2 separate regions of the Hordeum vulgare genome follow, and region 2 is linked to region 1. A link is a contact called in public Hi-C data. All regions are on one chromosome and are shown on one strand. Each heading gives the region's core, a stretch centred on a gene start, on an enhancer-like site or on the middle of the called end of the contact. The rest is flanking DNA. Distances are from core to core; before and after follow the strand shown.

Region 1 (5,663 bases), core at 1,300-3,799:
GTCTAGTTTGGGGAATATAAGTTGTAGAGTGTCTATTCTTGATGGGGAATATTTTATACAATGGAAAGATGAAATGCTTAATATATTTGATGAATTCAATTTGCGCAAGTATGTTGAATATCCCTATGAGCCTCCCATTGATCTCTTACATCCTTCTCATGTTGAAGAACTTGATATGCTTGGTAATCTAGAAACTGTAAATCTAATCATTAGAGGACTGCCAAGAAATGTGCTTAATCAATTGCAAAATTTTGAGTGTGTTGAGACCTTGTGGAATAAATTAGAGAAAAGATATCCCAACTATTCCCTGAAAAATCTTGACATCATTTTCCACAAATGCATTGCTTTTCACAAAATGAAGCCAACTTATCGTAATTTTGATAAATGCCTATTTGATCTTCGTGACCTCATGCATGCTAAAGGATATGTCATTACCATTAACAACGTCATTGTTGAAGCCATTCGCATGCATAAATATGAACATTTTCATATTCAAAATTCCAATGAAATTCTTTTTTCTTATGACGAGGATATTTTGTCCTACGATGACAATGTGGAGCATGGCCTCTATGATGAAGATGAGGAGTTTGACATCGAGTATGCGAAGACCATGAGGAACCTTAGTCTTATGGCAAACCTTAGAGACAACATGGCCGGAGGAAAGGAGTGGATACTTGACACTGGATGCACTGATCACATGATCGGAGATAAAGACATGTTCCATGAGATCATACAAAACCGTGGACCTCGAAGGTATGTGCTTTTGGAGATAATTCCAGTGGTAAGGTACTTGTTCTTTGTAAGGTGTCCATATCTCATTATAGTTCCATTCAAAATGCCATGCTTGTTGAATCCCTTGGCTATAATCTTCTTTTCGTATCTAGATTAGCTCATTTTCGTTTCAATGTTCTCTTTACAGAAGTTGACTACCAAGTGTTTCGCTGTGAAAACTATAACATGGTCTTTACTGGTTTTTGCAAGGGTGATCTATACATTGTCGATTTCACAATATGTCAAACGTGACGATAGTATGCAATCGTATCAATTGAAGAGATAAATAGTTATTGTAATGTCTAATACCTCATGTTGGCTACTTAGATATTACTTCTATAAAGAGTGTCGAAGTATTTGCCTCTAGGGCTCTTTTAAGGACGAGGAGGGCCTCCGCGTCGTCCGTTTTCAGGTGGCTTCCACGGGGCCTCTCAAGGCCTCTTCGCGTTGTCTGATTTGCCCGGATGACGTGTGCCCGGATGACCTGCCTCGACGGCCCATGATGGTTGGACCGCGGGCGTGCTAGGGGCCACCTGTCTTGGGGTGACTTCGAGCGTGCCCGCGAACCAAGGCATGCACACTACTCGCGCACCACGTAAATGCTAGGCCCGCTTGGCAGTATCATCGCCCCACACTGGGCTAGTTCAGTTGTGACAGTCGGGTCGTGCATGAAGTCCACGACGCTAGCTCGCGTGAGGATAAATGTTTACTGAAGCATGCGGTCCAGGCGAGAAGGCCCTCTACGCCATACCTTTGGCGTTGGCCTCACGCGGCTTCCTCCCGTGGGCTCTCCGTGCCATTCGATGTTACCGGATGGTGTGCACTTGCGCGACTTGAAGCAAGGGACCATGACGGGTGGACCTCGACATGCAAACAATGTTCATGAATTTGAAAAAAGTTCGAACGTTTTATAAAATGTTCATGAATTGAAACACTGTTCACAAAATAAAAAATGTCATGAATTTTGAAAAAAATATTCAGACATTTAAAGAATGTTCGCAAAATTCAGAAAATGTTCCATTTTTTAAAAAAGTTCAACGATCCAAAAAAGAATATGAACTCAAAAAATGTTTGCAACAAAAAATCTTTCTGAATTAAAAAAATCCACTTCAAGAAGTGCATCCATGTTTCCAAAAGTTGTCCATAATATCAAAAATACTTATGAATTCATGAAAAATGCCCGCAAATTAAAAAATGTTCACGATTTCAAAATTGTTCATGATTAAATAAATGTTTATGAATTCCAAAAATCTTCATGATTTCAAGAAATATTATGAATTACAAAGATGTTTTCAAAATGAAAATAAAAAAATATAAAAAAAATAAGAAAATAAAAAGTAAATGAACTAAAAGACAGTAGAGAGAACAAAAATAAAATAAAACAAAAGACCAAATGAACAAAAAATATGGTCTAGAAAGGTTCTATCACCTTCCCAAATAGGAAGAGGGAGCATGGTCTACTTGGGTTAGCTCAAAATCACATTGCGACCAATAGAAGATGCCAACTTTGTCGACGACTTTCAACATACGTACAAACAACTAACCAAAGGTTACCTACTACGGGCCTCTGCAAGGGTCACATTTCTGATTTTGGAGCGCACCAAGTGGTCCCGATATGTGTCGCTTGCTGGCACCCTATTTTGATTTTGGTTTTTATTTTTCTTCACATGTTGTTGGGGTTTAGATGCTTTTTTGGCTTTGTTGATTTTCCCCTAGTTTCTATTTTTGTGACGCAGACCCATGCTTCTCAAAACATATGTGTCAAATTTGTGCTTTTACTAAGAGGAGAAAAAAATAGCATGTGCTTTTTCAAAAAGCACGATTGTGCTTTTAGCAAGAAGCACAACTTGTGCTTTCCGAAAAATATGAAAAACACAACTTCGTTTGCCTGAAAAAGACAAAACACGACTGTGCTCCGGGCTCCTTTTCTTTCTTTCTTTTTTGATATTAGTTTTTTTTTTGTTGCCATTTTGTTTTTTGTTTTTTATATTTATTTTTTAGGTATTCGTTTATCTATTTTTTTTGTTTTCACATGAAAAAAGTTGTCAAAAATTATTCACATGGTGTATATTTTCAAAGATTTCCATACGGGAAATCAAATGATAAAGCGATTCCTTATTGAGACGCACGGTTCAATAGATAAAACATTGTGAATAGACTAACGTATGAAAAAAAATACTCGTAAGGTGCGACAAATGACGCTCATCAAGTGCGTCACTTGTCCGCACCAGAGAACATCAAAAGTGACATCTACAAAGCATAACAACTAATGATTCCGGTTAAATAGGAATAGCAGTTGTGATCGGCCTGTTCGCAGGAAGAAATTCGCTAATAAATGTGGTACCCTATATCTCGCCTTCAGCGAGAGGGGACGAACCTAAATGGCCCGAGCTCCTGTTTTCTGTTCTTTTTTTTACTTTTTTTTGTTTTTGTTTATACTTTACAATATACTAAATGTATGTATTATAAAAAAAATCAATTCAAACATTTGAAATATATTGAACAATTATTTTAAAAATGCTGAACAAGTATTTGAATACCGTTGAATAGGTATTTGAAAAATGTTGATGAAGTATTTTAAAAAAGGTTGATCATGTAAATAAAAATGTTAATCAAGAATTTTACAACAATGTTGAACAAGTATTACATAATGTTGAACAAATATTTTTAAAATGTTGAACAATTATTTGGATAATGTTGAGTAAGTATTTTAAAAATGTTGATCATGCATATAAAAATATTGAACATGAATTTGAATAATGTTCAAAAATATTTTAAAATGTTGAATAAGTATTGAAAATGTATATAAAGTATTTGAAAATATATAATAAATATTAAAAATGTTGAAAAAGAATTTTTAAATGTTGAATAGGTATTAAAGTATGTTAAACATGTATTTTAAAAATGTTGAACAAGTAATAAATTGTTGAAGAAGTATTAAAAAAACATAAGGAGCTCGGAGAATTGTGAACCTGTATATAAAAAATATTGATCACTTATTGAAAAATGTTTTTGACGTATACGAAAAATGTAGAACGAAAATGAAACACAAATATAAGAAAAAAAGAAATTCTGGAGGAGAGAAAAACAGAAAAGGAAAATAAACAGATTGCAAGAAAAAACGAAGAAACAAAATGCAAGAAAGAATGAAAAGAAAATGGAGAAGATCAAAAATAAAAAGAAACAAGAGAAAAAGAAAATGTAAAAAAGAATGAAAAATCAAATGTTTTCCCTCTAAGTAGGTCGCGCTCCTGTTTGTTATCATGAAATGGGGAGCTAACGCAGTGGCAAGCAGCGTTTGCCTAATATCTTGAGATCACCGGATTGATTCTTGACTCGTCCTTTTTCTTCTCTTATTATTTTTCTTTACGGTGAAAGCTGATGGGCCGGCCCGTCACTGTTGATGCTTCAGCAATCGACCCCATTTAAATCGCTTAATGCGAAAAATAGCTCCCGTGTAAGAAAATGATACTAAACTTTTTTTAGGCAAACTCTCGAAGCTCTTTATTTAAGTCGTCACGAGGTTTACAGGAACGAAAGAAAGATCATCCGGATTGCATACCCAAACATGACGACCAATCCCAAATGAGAGTACGTGCTTCGCTAGTTTGTGAGCTTCGAAGTTCACACTACTAAATTTAAGGCTAAAAAACAAGATTCAAAAAACTAGACCTCTCTACAATTTCCCTTATGATAGCTTCATACACATTAACGTCGAGTAGCATTCCTGTGCCTGATATGATCAATGGCAATCTTGCAATCAGACGCAACAGAGATCCTTCGTTTAAAAATATCCTTCTCAAGCGCCAGTGATTCCCTTACCGCCATGCAACCATGCTAGTTGGGCCACATAACCTAAGCTAGCATACGGGGCGAGCGAAGGCCCTGACCATCAGAGGAGTCTCTCAGGCTGCTTGTGCATGGTAGTTGTAGGTTCGCTCACTCTGCTTTATTTTTCTTTATTTTATATTGTTTTTTCTTTGGGTTTTCATTGGTTTCCTTTGATTTTTTTCCTTATTATACTTGTTTTACTTGTTTATCTTTCTTTGATGTACTTCTGTTTATTTCTTGTTTTTTATTTTTTTTTCTTTGTTGGTTTTGATCAATTTTTTCTTCTTTTAATACATGTCTACTTTTGATATGTGAAATATATTTTTAAATATTTTAGGACATGTTTCAAATACATGATGTACATTCAAAACAATACATGTTATTAACACTTTTTGAATCAGGGTTGCATTTTTCAAATACACTCGTGCATTTTCTTAATCACAACAAACATTTTTTTACACTCCACAAATATTTTTTACATTGTTTAAACATTTTAAAATGTGTACTAACATTTTCTGGATATACGTGAATGTTTAATTAAATGTCACGTAAATGTTTCTGGTGGAATTAAAAAACATTAACCTATGGGAATATTCGTACATTGTGTAACCATTTTTTAGACATCAACGGATTTTTCGCAATAGCTTGAATTTTTCTGCAAAATGTCACATACATTCTTTTAGCGATACAAAAAAGTTATTTTTTACATTTTGCAAACATTCTTTTTCATTGTATCACTTTTTTCAAAAAATCGTGAATATATCTTTAATAGAACATACATTTTTTTACATCTATGAAACGTTTTATGAAATATACACAAACGTATATGTTTACATTGTATGAGCATTTGTAAAACTAGATAAAATAACTTTTCATGGAATATTGAATATTTGAAGTTTGCAATTTAGTATTTCAAGGAAGATTTAATTATTTCACAAAAAATAAGGGGAAAAAGGAAGATTTAATGGGTTGTCAAACAAAAAGCATGAGTGCCACTCAATTGATATACACAACTCGAGAAATTTTAGCTTCAACTAAAATCCAACTCGACTAATATCCAC
Region 2 (5,663 bases), core at 934-3,433, 560 kb before region 1:
ACCTTCAATAAGGTCATGAACCATGCACGTTAATGTTACCTGATCAAGCCAGGGGTAAGATCAGAGGTTTCCATCCAGAGTACACGCAACATGCATACATTGTCGAACTGCCAGTAACCTTTCTACCGATGATGATGACTTGCTAGACGGACCCGGCATTGAGAGAGTCTGAATCCCATCCAAACTTCTTGAGAACAAGGTAGAAGCAAGTTCAAGATCACGGGCTTGATTCTACACATCGTCGTAACACCGTTCATCCTCGACGATCGGAGGGGCGCACTAGATGTAGGGTTGCAACTAGATCTACTTGTTGATGCAACCTTAAAAACTTTATTTTCTTCTTTGACAGAATGCCATTTGTACATCCTAAATGCTCATTTACGTAGGTGCATCTACTTAACACATGTCTAAACTATGAATACGAAAAATAATGAAGAAAAGTACAAATTTCACAAAGACCATATACTAAGGCGCACTCGTTGGTTTGACTCGAGACGCTCCCCTCTTATGTTCTTCGGTTCAAACACTTGGATCTAGTGACACTCTTGACTCTTGTAGGCCATGGTCCACCTTTTTGCTTTTCCTTATTTATTTTCCTATTCTTTTCATTTTCCAAGTGTCGATTATCTACGGGAAAAGAGCCAAGCCCGAGGAAAGAGACAAGAGAAAGAAATAAAAAAGAGTTCATTGCAATGTCATTAAATTGTCTTCACACAATTCCCTAAAAAAGTAATTGTCTTCGGACAGGGAAAACATATTACTACCTTCGTTTCAGTTTATAAGTCCGGCACGTGTACCTAGGTCATTAATTTAACCAACTTAATGAGAGACATATATTACAAAAAATATATCATTAGAAACTTCAGATGTTCTATTTTTTAATAATATAATTTTTATGTTAAATAACATATTTTATATAAGTCAAATTGACGATCTAGGTACACGTGCATGTCTTATAAACTATGACAGAGTGAGTAGTACTTGCTAACTTTTCAGTGGAAAGGCGCCAACCAACAATGTTGGCGACAATATCCGCCAACCCTCATTTTTCGTGGCCTGAGGTGCGCATGGGCAGAACCGGCGAGGTGGGTTGACTTGGCAGATGGCCGCCCGCCTCATATTTGTATCTGGTGACGTTTTGTTGCACATGTCGAACATCTTTTTGCAGTGAGAATTGAGTTTCTTACTCTCATTCAGAACAAACTGAAATTTGCGTGCGGATCAGATTATGCAGCTACATTGGGATCTTGCGTAGGGTCACGCATTTCATTTTGCTTGCACGGCAAGCACGAAAGGGACGTCGACATAGTGGAAAGCAAATGCTGAGCTGGCAAGTTAGTTAGTAGATTTGTCGTTTTACCACCTATGTGTTCCCCTATTTCGTCCCCTACACGGCCAAATTACACTGTCACTCGGATGAATCTTCGCCACACAGATTGAGTCAGCTCGGGATATGTCGGAACCAACAAGAATATACCGAGGACAGAGAAATTACGGCAGAAGCAATCGGAGATAGCGGCTTGGTGGTAGCTTACATACCAGGAAGGGGCGAGGTTGGCGGCGATGAAGAGGAGGTAGCCGGAGGTGCCGAGCACGAGCGCTCGCCTGGACCCCATCCCCCGCACCACCGGCGAACCCACGACCGAGAACGCCGTGAACGACGTGTACAGCAACCCCAGCGATATTGACCCCAAATTGCCGTCCTGCGTGCGAGAGCCCGGGCGGCCGGCGCCAATCAGTCATATCGCCACGCCACCGTCGGTCGCGCCCGAGCGTGCGTGCGTGCGCTGGGGAATTGTTGGCATGGGAGGATGCGTACCGTGTTGACGGTGCTCTGGAGATTCTGCGCGGCGTGGTAGGCGAGGAAGACGAAGAAGAAGGCCAAGCTGAGGAGGTGCAGGTCGCGGGTCGGCGACGCTGTGCCTGAACCGCGGCCGCCGTCGCCGGGGACGGAGACTAGGGGAGCCGCCTCCTCCTCGTCGTGGGACGCCGCGAGCTCGGGTCCGGCCGCTATGGAGTCCATGGCGGCCGGTGTGGAGCGGCCGGCCGGGCTGATTGGGGGGAGGAGTCAACTGCCGGATCCTTGGCTTTCGCGTGCGGTGATTTGGGGAGGGAAGGGTGCGGGCTTTTCAAATTCGTGACGTTTCAAGGGTGTCTGTGAATAAAATCTGGAGTTGTGTGGCATAAGAAAAGACTCAAGTGCAAAAATTGGTAGCCTGTTACCTTCCAGATAATATCAGGGGCTTTTTTGATAATGTTGATCATTTTGGTGAGTGGATTTATTTTCTAGAGAGAGGTGGCCTTTTTTCCTTCCGCAAAAAAAAAGTTTTATTTTTCCAAGTTTTCTTGAATCCATAGCTTAGTGATTTGTCTATATACTCTACGTAACTTTATGCAAGAAATATGTTTTTTTAATATAATCTCTCCCTAAAAATAAAGTAAATAGGGTTTCTGGTCGTCCGTCATGGCATTTTTGCAAAAAGACCCTTTCATTTTCTGTTAATAAACCCGCAGTCCTTTCTTTAGTGAGGAAACGTTTCACTTTTATGATTAAGACCCTATATGTTTTCTTTGGCTGGTGTCGCTGTTGGAATTATGCCCTAGAGGCAATAATAAATATAGTTATTATTATAATTCCTGTATCAAGATAATCGTTTATTATCCATACTATAATTGTATTGAATGAAGACTTATATACATGTGTGGAAATATAGACAAAACACTGTCCCTAGCAAGCCTCTAGTTGGCTAGCCAGTTGATCAAAGATAGTCAGTGTCTTCTGATTATGAACAAGGTGTTGTTGCTTGATAACTGGATCACGTCATTAGGAGAATCACGTGATGGACTAGACCCAAACTAATAGACGTAGCATGTTGATCGTGTCATTTTGTTGCTACTGTTTTCTGCGTGTCAAGTATTTGTTCCTATGACCATGAGATCATATAACTCACTGACACCGGAGGAATACTTTGTGTGTATCAAACGTCGCAACGTAACTGGGTGACTATAAAGATGCTCTACAGGTATCTCCGAAGGTGTTCGTTGAGTTAGTATGGATCTAGACTGGAATTTGTCACTCCGTGTGACGGAGAGGTATCTCGGGGCCCACTCGGTAATACAACATCACACACAAGCCTTGCAAGCAATGTGACTTAGTGTAAGTTACGAGATCTTGTATTACGGAACGAGTAAAGAGACTTGCCGGTAAACGAGATTGAAATAGGTATGCGGATACTGACGATCGAATCTCGAGCAAGTAACATACCGAAGGACAAAGGGAATGACATACGGGATTATATGAATCCTTGGCACTGAGGTTCAAACGATAAGATCTTCGTAGAATATGTAGGATCCAATATGGACATTCAGGTCCCGCTATTGGATATTGACCGAGGAGTCTCTCGGGCCATGTCTACATAGTTCTCGAACCCGCAGGGTCTGCACACTTAAGGTTCGACGTTGTTTTATGCGTATTTGAGTTGTATGGTTGGTTACCGAATGTTGTTCGGAGTCCCGGATGAGATCACGGACGTCACGAGGGTTTCCGGAATGGTCCGGAAACGAAGATTGATATATAGGATGACCTCATTTGATTACCGGAAGGTTTTCGGAGTTACCGGGAATGTACCGGGAATGACGAATGGGTTCCGGGTGTTCACCGGGGGGGGGGGGGGCAACCCACCTCGGGGAAGCCCATAGGCCTTGGGGGTGGCGCACCATCCCTTAGTGGGCTGGTGGGACAAACCAAGAAGGCCCTATGCGCCATAGGAAGAAAATCAAATAGAAAAGAAAAAAAAGAGGAGGTGGGAAAAGGGGGAAGGACTCCTCCTTCCAAACCTAGTTGGACTCGGTTTGGAAGGGGAGGGTTGCCCCCCTTGGCTAGGCTGACCCCCTTGGGAGCCCTTGGACCCCAAGGCAAGGCTCCCCCTCCTCCCCCTATATATACGGAGGTTTTAGGGCTGATTTGAGACAACTTTGCCACGACAGCCCGACCACATATCTCCACGGTTTTACCTCTAGATCGCGTTTCTGCGGAGCTCGGGCGGAGCCGTGCTGAGATAAGATCATCACCAACCTCCGGAGCGCCGTCACGCTGCCGAAGAACTCATCTACCTCTCCGTCTCTCTTGCTGGATCAAGAAGGCCGAGATCATCGTCGAGTTGTACGTGTGCTGAACGCGGAGGTGCCGTCCGTTCGGCACTAGATCGTGGGACTGATCGCGGGATGGTTCGCGGGGCGGATCGAGGGACGTGAGGACGTTCCACTACATCAACCGCGTTTCTTAACGCTTCTGCTGTGCGGTCTACAAGGGTACGTAGATCGAATATCCCCTCTCATAGATGGACATCACCATGATAGGTCTTCGTGCGCGTAGGGAATTTTTTGTTTCCCATGCGACGTTCCCCAACAGTGGCATCATGAGCTAGGTTCATGCGTAGATGTCTTCTCGAGTAGAACACAAAAGTTTTTGTGGGCGGTGATGTGCGTTTTACTGCCCTCCTTAGTCTTTTCTTGATTCCGCGGTATTGTTGGATTGAAGCGGCTTGGACCGACATTACTCGTACGCTTACGAGAGACTGGTTTCATCGCTACGAGTAACCCCGTTGCTCAAAGATGACTGGCAAGTGTCAGTTTCTCCAACTTTAGTTGAATCGGATTTGACCGAGGAGGTCCTTGGATGAGGTTAAATAGCAACTCATATATCTCCGTTGTGGTGTTTGCGTAAGTAAGATGCGATCCTACTAGATACCCATGGTCACCATGTAAAACATGCAACAACAAAATTAGAGGACGTCTAACTTGTTTTTGCAGGGTATGCTTGTGATGTGATATGGCCAACGATGTGATGTGATATATTGGATGTATGAGATGATCATGTTGTAATAGATAATATCGACTTGCACGTCGATGGTACGGCAACCGGCAGGAGCCATAGGGTTGTCTTTATACTAATGTTTGTGCTTGCATATGCGTTTACTATTTTGCTAGGATGTAGCTTTAGTAGTAATAGCATGAGTAGCACGACAACCCCGATGGAGACACGTTGATGGAGATCATGGTGTGGCGCCGGTGACAAGAAGATCGTGCCGGTGCTTTGGTGATGGAGATCAAGGAGCACGTGATGATGGCCATATCATGTCACTTATGAATTGCATGTGATGTTAATCCTTTTATGCACCTTATTTTGCTTAGAACGACGGTAGCATTATGAGGTGATCTCTCGCTAAAATTTCAAGACGAAATTGTGTTCTCCCCGACCGTGCACCGTTGCTACAGTTCGTCGTTTCGAGACACCACGTGATGATCGGGTGTGATAGACTCAACGTTCACATACAACGGGTGCAAAATAGTTGCGCACGCGGAACACTCGGGTTAAGCTTGACGAGCCTAGCATGTGCAGACATGGCCTCGGAACACATGAGACCGAAAGGTCGATCATGAATCATATAGATGATATGATTAGCATAGGGATGCTTACCACTGAAACTATACTCAACTCACGTGATGATCGGACTTGAGCTAGTGTAAGTGGATCATGAACCACTCAAATGACTAGAGAGATGTACTTTTTGAGTGGGAGTTTAGCAAGTAATTTGATTAAGTTAAACTCTAATTATCTTGAACATAGTCTAAGTCCACTTTGAATATATTTGTGTTGTAGA

Evidence for each region. Hi-C and Micro-C count contacts between places; a contact is called where the count stands out from the background.
Region 2: a contact with region 1 is called in a Hi-C map of leaf, with 2.6 times the contacts expected there. The contact joins the promoter of LOC123400176 here to the enhancer-like site in region 1. A contact is called at or near these places in 4 of 6 Hi-C or Micro-C datasets (leaf and seedling).

What each region holds. Positions count from the first base shown.
Region 1 is chr5H:95,527,632-95,533,294 of MorexV3_pseudomolecules_assembly, reverse strand. No RefSeq gene overlaps it. Among protein-coding and RNA genes, the nearest start is that of LOC123400024, 95 kb to the right of the region's middle. Within about 2 kb of position 2,549, at least 1 of the 3 cell types and tissues checked has open chromatin away from gene starts, as enhancers often do. A contact at or near this core is called in leaf, where this site is marked.
Region 2 is chr5H:96,085,513-96,091,175 of MorexV3_pseudomolecules_assembly, reverse strand. It overlaps LOC123400176 (UNC93-like protein 3), which reads right to left and starts at 2,183. Exons shown (of 10, transcript XM_045094592.1): 1 at 1,820-2,183; 2 at 1,540-1,703. The coding sequence starts at 2,023.